3 separate regions of the Sus scrofa genome follow, and regions 2 and 3 are each linked to region 1. Evidence: chromatin contacts called from public promoter capture Hi-C data. All regions are on one chromosome and are shown on one strand. Each heading gives the region's core, a stretch centred on a gene start, on an enhancer-like site or on the middle of the called end of the contact. The rest is flanking DNA. Distances are from core to core; before and after follow the strand shown. Region 1 holds the start of SRGAP3 (SLIT-ROBO Rho GTPase-activating protein 3). Region 2 holds the start of BRK1 (protein BRICK1). Region 3 holds the start of VHL (von Hippel-Lindau disease tumor suppressor).

What was found. Promoter capture Hi-C pulls out the DNA fragments that hold promoters and counts their contacts.
Region 2: a promoter capture Hi-C map of fetal liver shows a contact between it and region 1, with 3 times the contacts expected there. The contact joins the promoter of BRK1 here to the promoter of SRGAP3 in region 1. A contact is called at or near these places in 3 of 5 promoter capture datasets (fetal liver, fetal skeletal muscle and liver), 4 of 47 Hi-C or Micro-C datasets (heart right ventricle, liver and skeletal muscle) and 2 of 2 datasets of contacts at active chromatin or transcription factors (alveolar macrophages and skeletal muscle).
Region 3: a contact with region 1 is called in a promoter capture Hi-C map of fetal liver, with 4 times the contacts expected there. The contact joins the promoter of VHL here to the promoter of SRGAP3 in region 1. A contact is called at or near these places in 1 of 5 promoter capture datasets (fetal liver) and 2 of 2 datasets of contacts at active chromatin or transcription factors (alveolar macrophages and skeletal muscle).

The regions. Positions count from the first base shown.
Region 1 is chr13:65,758,467-65,761,351 of Sscrofa11.1, forward strand. It overlaps SRGAP3 (SLIT-ROBO Rho GTPase-activating protein 3), which reads right to left and starts at 1,426. Exons shown (of 25, transcript XM_021071097.1): 1 at 1,303-1,426. SETD5 (SET domain-containing protein 5) reads left to right here and starts at 1,507. Exons shown (of 25, transcript XM_013981946.2): 1 at 1,507-1,838.
Region 2 is chr13:66,313,746-66,316,911 of Sscrofa11.1, forward strand. It overlaps BRK1 (protein BRICK1), which reads left to right and starts at 1,693. Exons shown (of 3, transcript XM_003132361.5): 1 at 1,693-1,970. The coding sequence starts at 1,769.
Region 3 is chr13:66,333,075-66,336,012 of Sscrofa11.1, forward strand. VHL (von Hippel-Lindau disease tumor suppressor) reads left to right here and starts at 1,461. Exons shown (of 3, transcript XM_003483214.4): 1 at 1,461-1,814. The coding sequence starts at 1,517.

The sequences.
Region 1 (2,885 bases), core at 176-2,675:
CTGGACTCATTTCCCATCTCCACCCCACTATAATTATTTTGTGACACAAACTCAAGACTGTGGGAATATAGAGAAATTGGGCTCGTCCTCGTACACCTGCTCAATCCCCTGCAGGACAACGCCCAAGAATCAGGTTAAGCCAGGGCAAAAGAATCCCGCCCATAATCGAGAAGGAGCAAACTGACATGGAGGCGATGACGAGATCGCGGGGGAGGGAGGGATTTTTCTAGGCCCAGGGCGGTCCTTAGGAAAAGGAGGCAGCAGAGAACTCCCATAAAGGTATTGCGGCACTCCCCTCCCCCTGCGGAGAAGGGTGCGGCCTTCTCTCCGCCTCCTCCACTGCAGCTCCCTCAGGATTGCAGCTCGCGCGGGTTTTTGGAGAACATGCGCCTCCCACCCACAAGCCAGCAGGACCGACCCCCCACTCCTTCCTCCACCCCCCACCCCCACGGGTCCGAGAGCAGGTAGAGAGCTAGTCTCGTCCTTCAGGCGGCGGACGCCCAGGGCGGAGCCGCAGTCACCACCACCCAGAAGCCTCGGCCCGGCAGCCCGCCCCCGCCTCCTGCGCGCGCTTCCTGCCACGTTGCGCAGGGGCGAGGGGCCAGACACTGCGGCGCTGGCCTCGGGGAGGGCCGTACCAAAGACCGCCTCCCTGCCGACTCGCGTAGTGGTTTCGCTCATTTGGGACCCAAGCCAATAACAAGGGGCCGTTCCCAGGACTTCAGCAGCCAATCAGATACCAAAGCCGAGCAGGCGGCGGGTAAACCGACTCCCCCGGAGGGGAGGGTGGCAGGACGCCCGCGCGGGAGCCACTTTCACTGACCCTCCCCTCCCCCCGCAGGAGGCCGACAGCGCCCGCCTGTGCAGCTCTCTCCACCCCACCTACCTACCCACCCAGGGGGCAATGCGAGAGTTCCTGGGAGGCTGCGCACTCCCGAGGCTGTAACTGACAGGAGCTTTACTCCAACCAAAACACGCCATTTGTGTTTTCACACACGGCGGGAGGAGAAGCGGCCAATCAGTGACAAGAGAAGAGCAGGAAGCGCTCCTCCCTCTGCGGGAGCAATGGCTCCGTCCGTATTCCAGGCTTTTCCGCTCCCTTCTCCCTCCCCCTCCGGTTGCCGCAGGGCGGGCCGCACTCCCGCCTGCCTCTCACCACCTCTTCCCCTTCCAGCGTAACAAACGATATGCTCCCGACTTCCCGCTAGGGAAGGCGACCCCCGCTACCGGTCAGACCACCTCAAGCACCCATCCCCCGCCAAACCGCCGGCCCTCCCCCAAACCAGAGTCCCGCTCCCCTACCTAGCCGAGGCTCTCTGAGGAGCCGGAGCCCCAGAGCACAGCCTCTTCTCTAGGCGGCCCCGGCGGCTTCCGCTGATTGGCGGGGAGCTGGCCAATGGGTGCGAGACGGTGGGCGGAGGGGCCAATGGCGCGGCGGGAGGGGGCGTGTCCCGGGTGCCCCTGGCGCCGGCGCTGGGAATCCCCGTGCGGTCAGTGGCGTTTCCGCTCGGGCAGCGGGCTGAGTGAGCTGCTGCCGCCGCCGCCGCCGCCGCCGCCGCCGCCGGGGGAGGGGCGGCCGCCGCCCGCCTGCGCTCAGAGACTCACGCAGCCCCAGTCCCGCCAGTCCGCCAACACAGTAGTGCCGGCCCCCCCCTCCTTCCCTGGCCCTCCCCCTCACCGCCTTTGGCTCGCTCCGCCTTTTTGCCCCCCACCCCCACCTCACGGGCACGGGCCATTCCCGGCCAGGAAACGCCGTGGCGCCGCGCTGGGCCTAACTCGAGTCCTGCTGCCTACCGGGAGTGCCGTGCGCCGCAGCCCGGGCCCAGGCCTGGGACAAGGTAAGGGTGCGACAGAAAAGAGAGACCTCCCCTCACCACCGGGCCCCGGGGGAGGGAAGGGTCACCTCCTCCGTCTCCTCGCGCTTGCTCTCGGGACGTGGGCCTGGCCCTCCCCCGGCTCTCAGCAGGAGGATGCTGCCCCTTCCCATCCCCCCTCGCCCCCCCACACCACTGTACCCCTCTTTCCCAGGCGGAGAGGCCCCCTCCTTAATCTAGTCGACCCCACTACCCTTTTCATGTCTTTCCTGGGTCAGGACGTTTCCCCTCCCCCCACGCCTCTTCACCCCTTTTCCTGTGAACTGCCTACTCCACGTTTACCTTTTACTTGAGAATAGGCCTCTCGCCGCCCTCCTCAAAATACACAGCACACTTTTTTTTCCCCTCCCCAAACCCCACCCCCACCCCCGTTCGCGCGGCCTTGTGACAACTCTGGTCGCTCTGGGGCCCTCGATCTCCCCCCTCCAAGAATGTTCCTGGACGCTTTTCCTCTCGTCCTAGGGTCCCTATTGCAGATGATTGCTTCCTTTCCCACACTAAAGACGTTGGGCTTCGCCACCCCCACCTCACATTCTTGGGCTCTCAGTGGCGTATGCCCCAGTATCTCTGAAATGGCCCCACTGAATTTGTAGGGTTCTAGCTTGGAGTTGAGCCAGATTGTGTCGTTTTCCCTGTCTTGGGCGTGGAGAGAGATCATTTGAGAATATCTTTAAAGGCAGAAAAATGTAGCCTCTATTAATTGCCTTTCCCTCTGCGTGGAAGCCAGGGATGCGAAGTGAATGGTGGTGAGAAAAAGCCCTGGTTTTTAAGTAGGTGAATCGCGTGACAGGGAAAGTTTAACTGTTGGGAAAGCCCCTTCTATGCTAATTTATTCTATAGAGCTCTTTGCTTGTCTCACTTCTTGGGAATAACTGGTCTTTCCCTTGGATATTGATGCTGCAGCCAGCTCTGCTGGTCTGGGTCAGGGGTGCGTGTATGACCTGCATTTTCTGCTTTCTCATGTTACTTGTGCAATGTGTTCACCACCAAGTCATTTTTTGCCCAGACCTC
Region 2 (3,166 bases), core at 443-2,942, 560 kb after region 1:
GTGTCTGAGACCTACACCACAGCTCATGGCAATGCTGGATATTTCACCCACTGAGCGAGGACAGGAATCAAACCTGTATCCTTATGGATACTAGTCGGGTTTGTTACTGCTGAGCCACAATGGGAACTCCTTTATTTTCTCTTGAATCAGAGACAAAAGTTTTTATTGTGCAGTTGAGTTTTTTTTAATGAAAGTCTGCAAAGCAAAATTATATGATTAAAAATTGTTAGACAATGGTTCATCATGCTGTACAGTAGAAAAAATGACAGAACTCTGTAAACCAGCTATAATGGAAAAAATATCATTATATAAAATAAAGACAGTTCCCATCGTGGCGCAGTGGTTAACGAATCCGACTAGGAACCATGAGGTTGCGGCTTCGGTTCTTGGCCTCGCTCAGTGGGTTAACAATCCGGTGTTGCTGTGAGCTGTGGTGTAGGTTGCAGACGCCGCTCGGATCCCATGTTGCTGTGGCACTGGCGTAGGCTGGCAGCTACAGCTCGGATTCGACCGCTAGCCTCGTGAACCTCCATATGCCGTGGGAGCGACCCAAGAAATGGCAGAAAGACTAAATAAATAAAGACAAAATATTTTTTAAAATTGTTAAAAAAGAAAAAGAAAAAGGAATTCCCATCGTGGCACATTAGAAACGAATCCGACTAGGAACCATGAAGTTTCGGGTTAGATCCCTGGCCTTGCTCACCGGGTCAAGGATCCATTGTTGCCGTGAGCTGTGGTGTAGGTTTGCAGACGCTGCTTTGATCTGGCATTGCTGTGGCATAGGCTGGCAGCTACAGCTCTGATTAGACCCCCTAGTCTGGAAACCTCCATATGCCAGGGGTGCGGGCTCCCCCACCAAAAAAAAAGAAAAGAAAAAATTTTGTATTTTGTTTTCTTCTTCACTTTAGCATGTGTGTTCTGTTGCCATAATTGACATTTAAATGACCTCATAATATTGCTCTAAGTGACTATACTGATATTTAGCCATTCCCCAACAGTTGAGATTTGTTTTTTTAAATGAATGATGCCTTTAAGAACATTGTGCTCAAAGTGTTTTCTCTTTTCCAATGAGCTCTTCTTTTTTGTCTTTTTTGGGCCGCATCCCAAGGCATGTGGACTTCCCAGGCTAGGGGTCGAATCAAAGCTGTAAGCTGCCAGCCTGGACCACAGCCATCAGATCAAAGACTCTGCAGCTCTATCTAACCCACTGAGCTAGTGCCAGGGATGGAATCCACGTCATGGATACTAGTCATGTTCCTTACGGCTGAGCCACAACGGGAACTCCACCAATGACTTTATTAAATTTCCTTCTGAATAGATCTTGCCAGCTTACAGTATGACCAGCTATTTACTAATTTTCCCATTTCCCTTCAGCCAGCCTCTTCATCTCTAAGTATTATAGTTTAAAAAAATAACCTTTTGTTCATTTGATAAATGCAAGGTGGGCATCATGTGTTGTTAAAAGGCATTTTTGAAATGACTTGTGTTTTCTGTGGTTTAATTGGCATTGCCCAGCTTATTGTGGTCAGAGATCTCAGTTTGGAGCGCCTGAAGTTAGGGTTGATGCGGGCTCACGCGCCCCCTAACGACCAAAACTGCCAGTGACTGAGGGGGGACGGGGGGGGCTCTGAGTGCGTGCGCACTCCATTCTCCAAGCCGGTTTTGCGGCCACCGTTTTCCGGGGTGTGGGAGAAGAGCGAAGACGCTGGCGGGGACTTGACAATGCGCAGGCGCATCACGAAGCCTGTGGATTTGTGGCCAACCGAGCATGGGCGTGGGCTGGCTGCGTCGGCGCACTGGAGGCCTGGAGGGTCGAGGCGCGTGCGCAGTCGCGCTTCCTTCAGCTGCAGCCATGGCAGGCCAAGAGGATCCCGTGCAGCGGGAGATTCACCAGGATTGGGCGAACCGGGAGTACATTGAAGTCATCACCAGCAGCATCAAGAAAATCGCAGACTTTCTCAACTCGTTTGGTCAGCGGGCGAGCAGGGGGAGGCAGGGAGGAGGGGGGCCCGCCTAGGGAGGGCGCTGAGAAGCTTTGACGCGGGTTCTGGGAGCCGTGGGCTCCTGCTGGTGTTTGCTTCCGCCTTCAGGCCGCACTTTTCCCCTCTCGCTCTGACCCCCGGCCTCCACTGATCATTCCCTGTGGGGTTATCCTGCCCCACGCTGAGCTCATCGGCTTCATTGCCTTCCCCCCGCATCCAGTAACAAGTCCGTTCCTTTCCCGGACGTGTCAGACAGCCCCATCCATCGCCTGAATCTTTCCTTCTCTTCAGGCGTCTCCCTTCTTTTGTGCTTCGTTTCAGTCGTCACTTGGTGCTCAGAGAGCGCTGTCCAGAAGCCCTTTAGCGTCGAGCCTGTTAGTCGCCCCTCCTGTCGGTCCTTTCCTGTCTCGGCGTGTGCTGTGCAGAGTGGTAGATGAGAGCGGAGGAGGGCCCACATCGCGTCCGGCCAGGGACATCTCTGCATCGCTAGTATCTAGACCACAGTGGGTGTTGTCTGCTTCTAGCAAAATCTTTCCTTGGCATGACCTGTCCGTGACAGTCTTAAAGTTCCTTCCGCGTTGTTTCCTATCCTTGTGCTACACCCTGCAGCAGAGACTCCTGACTCTTGTTCTCCGAGTGTTACTTTGAAAGAACCGGGCACTGGGTAAACTTTTTATGTCATCACAAGGTGTGGGGATGACATCTAGTGATCTTTTTCCAGTTGTGCTTCTGGCCCACTAATTCAGCAACATTAAGCGATTAAGTAGGGGAAACTGATAAATTTAAAAAGACTTAAAAAGGAATTATTTTCTTGCTAAGAGAAGTCCAAAGGAGTGTATAAAGGTGACAGCAAGAGATTTGTCCAAAAGCATCAGCAAGACAAACTAGATCTGAGTACAAGGCTCTTTCTCAGTCTCTGTGGGGAAGACAGAATAAGAACCATTTCCTACAATTAAGTGATTTCTATTTTGAAGATGAAATAATGACATCAGAGCAAAGCAGAACATTGTTTCTGATTTAATATATTTACATATAGGAATTCCCCTTGTTGCTCGGCAGTAACAAACCTGACTAGTATCCATGAGGACCTGTGTTTGATTCTTGGCCACACTCAGTAATTTAAAGATCTGTGTTGCAGGAGCTGTAGTGTAGGGTGCAGAGGTGGCTGGGATTCTGCATTCCTC
Region 3 (2,938 bases), core at 211-2,710, 570 kb after region 1:
AAAGTCTCAGAGAATTAAGGAGTTTTGCCCAAGATTGAAGTAAGAGTTTTAAGTAAGGGACACCCCCCACACACACCCCTGCCTTTTCACCTATGCTGGCCTCATACCATCCTTCTTGTAATTCTGTAGCAACTTCATGCCCTATGTCCAAGCTAGCAGCCCTGCTAATAGTGAGTGATCCAAGCATTGCTTATCAGTTTTGCTTCTGCAACCTTGCTTGCTCAGTTTCTTAGGCAGGAACACTGTCTGCTAGGGGAAAGGGGAGGTCCCTGGCTGCTTACATGGAAAGAACAAGACGCTGTATTGTATAAAAGCTGCTGAGACCAAAGACCTGGTGCTCAGACTCTGGAGCCTGAGCTCCTCTGAGCCTGCACAGGGGCTGAATAAACCCTTCTTTTGTCTGCATCTCCAAGTGCCCTTTGTCTCCTTCCGCTGCCAGGGTTTCTGCAATAAGATCACATACTTGAAGCTAAACCTGGAATGAGAACCCAGGTGGGTACGAATTACAGAGTGCAGAGACTGAACTATGAAAATGATTCCCTTTTCAGTTTCCTTTAATCTTTCTAATTATGTCCAGAAAAAAATTGACTTAACAACTAAACACTCAGTATCTAACATCTAACGCCTGGCTGTTTAAGAAGAGTGCAGGCTCAGCGCCTTTACGTTTGTTTAATAGATAAAACCCGGTAACTTGTTTTGAGATTAGTTCCACTGTACCCTTCTATAGTAAATGAATTTCCATTGACTGTAGTGATATTAAATTCCTTTTTGAAGTTCCCACTGTGACCTAACAGGATTGGCAGCATCTCTGAAGCGCCAGGACACAGGTTTGTGGGTTAAAGGATCCAGCGTCGCTGCACCCGCAGTATAGGTCGCAATTGCAGCTCAGATCTGATCTCTGGCCCAGGAACTGCATGCCCAGGTGGCGAAAAAAAAAAAAAAAAAAAATTCCTAAACATGTTTAATTGCTTGCGTATGTGTAGAACAACTTGGAAGGGAAGAACAAAAAAACTGATGATATTTGTTGCCTCCAGGGACCTCTAGGCGGCTGGGGGAAGTGGGATGATAGCTAAATTTTCACTTTATTCTACTTTTCTGTGCAAAATTCGAATTTTGTGACCCAAAATGGAGACAAAAGAGAAAAATGATCAATGAGAAAATTATTAAACAGCGCAGATGTTGGGCAGGATATAACAAAAACCACGAAGGTCTTAAGAGAATGAATGGAGCTAAAGAACGCTGTGCCAAAAACGTATGGGTCGCACATGAATCCAACTTATACGGGAAACCGGGCATCCGGATAGCCAGTGATAGCCTCGGCCTCAGCAAGGTCTCGGCCCCTGCTTAGAGGATGCACCTGCGCATGCGCGCAGCCTCAAACCAGCCATCTTAGGGGGTGTAGCCCACCCTCTCCATCGAGCGCGCGCGAAAACAGCGCGCAGGCCCGGGGACGCGCACGCACGCCCCGCCCCCGCCCCGCCCGGCGAGGCCCGGGTAGTCCAGGCTGTCCGACGTAATGCCCCGGAAGGCTGGGAAGGCGGGGAACGCGGAAGAGGCCCGGGCCGGCGCGGAGGAGGCGGGCGCCGAGTCTGGCACGGAAGAGTCTGACTCCAAAGAGCTGGGCGCCAAGGAGATGGAGGCCGGGCGGTCCCGGCCTGTGCTGCGCTCGGTGAATTCGCGGGAGCCGTCCCAGGTCATCTTCTGCAACCGCAGCCCGCGCGTCGTGCTGCCCGTGTGGCTCAACTTCGACGGCGAGCCGCAGCCCTACCCGACGCTCCCCCCCGGCACGGGCCGCCGCATCCACAGTTACCGAGGTAGGTTGGCCGGGGTCGTCCTGTCGCGCCGGGCCGCGCCGCCGCTTTGTCCCCGTGGGCAGCGAGCGCCTGCCGTCGCCCGTGCTGAGCTGCGCCCAGTGCTCCAGGCCTGATAACAACGGCAACCAACGGTGGCACGTCTCACCGAGTCCCCTCCCGATCCGGGAAGGCAGATGCTATTGTCGTTAGTATTCCCATTTTACCCTTGAGTAACTGAGGCCCCAGAGAGGTTGACGCTGCCAGTACGTGACAGCCCATTGTTCTAAAACTGAATAATTTGCATTTGATGATGGCCACATGTGTATTCCATCCCTGACGCCCATTTGTTCTGTATGTGAAGGGGAGAATCTCATATCCTCTGATGTGCCCAGTGGGCCAGCTCCGCCTCAGATCCCTGCGTTCATGAAGTACATGGTCCAGTGCAGTAGACGAGACAAATGCATAAATAGATAAGAACTAGCCAGTGTCCTAAGTGTTGTGGTTGGAGCAGAGTTCGGCGGGGCACCAGCTCAGAGAAAGGGAGGGGTGTGCGCTTTCGGAGAAGAAAGAGAATTCTGCAGGGTTTGAATGGGATCTAACCAACCGGGTTAGGAGGTGAGAGTAATAGGCAGAGTGAACCTACCACCTGGGGTCTTGGGGAGAGGAGAGGGTATGGAATGGTGGGAGAGGAAGCCTGAAAGTTTACTTTATCCCTGAGAAATGGGGCCATTGAAAGTTTTAAGCAGGGAATGGCGTTGCCAGACATAACACTGAAAAGCTTACCAGGTGGCAAAGTGGTTTGGAGGGGAAAGACTACTGGTAAAGGTTAAGAAACTGTCCTAGTAACCCAGGTGGGGGATATCTAGGCTTTACTGCCCAAGGAGGCAGTCATCTTCCTTGGCTTTCAAGAAGAGAAGTTAATACTTGCTTAATTTTCACTACCTTCCTTGCAAGATTTTTTTTTTTTTTTTTTTTTTTGGTCTTTTTAGGGTCGCACCCGAGGCATATGGAGGTTCTCAGGCTGGGGGTCCAATTGGAGCTGTAGCCACCTGCCTGCACCACACCCACAGCAATTCGGGATCTGAGCTGCCTCTGCAACCTACACCACAGGTCCCGGCAACACTGGATTCTTAACCCACTGAGCG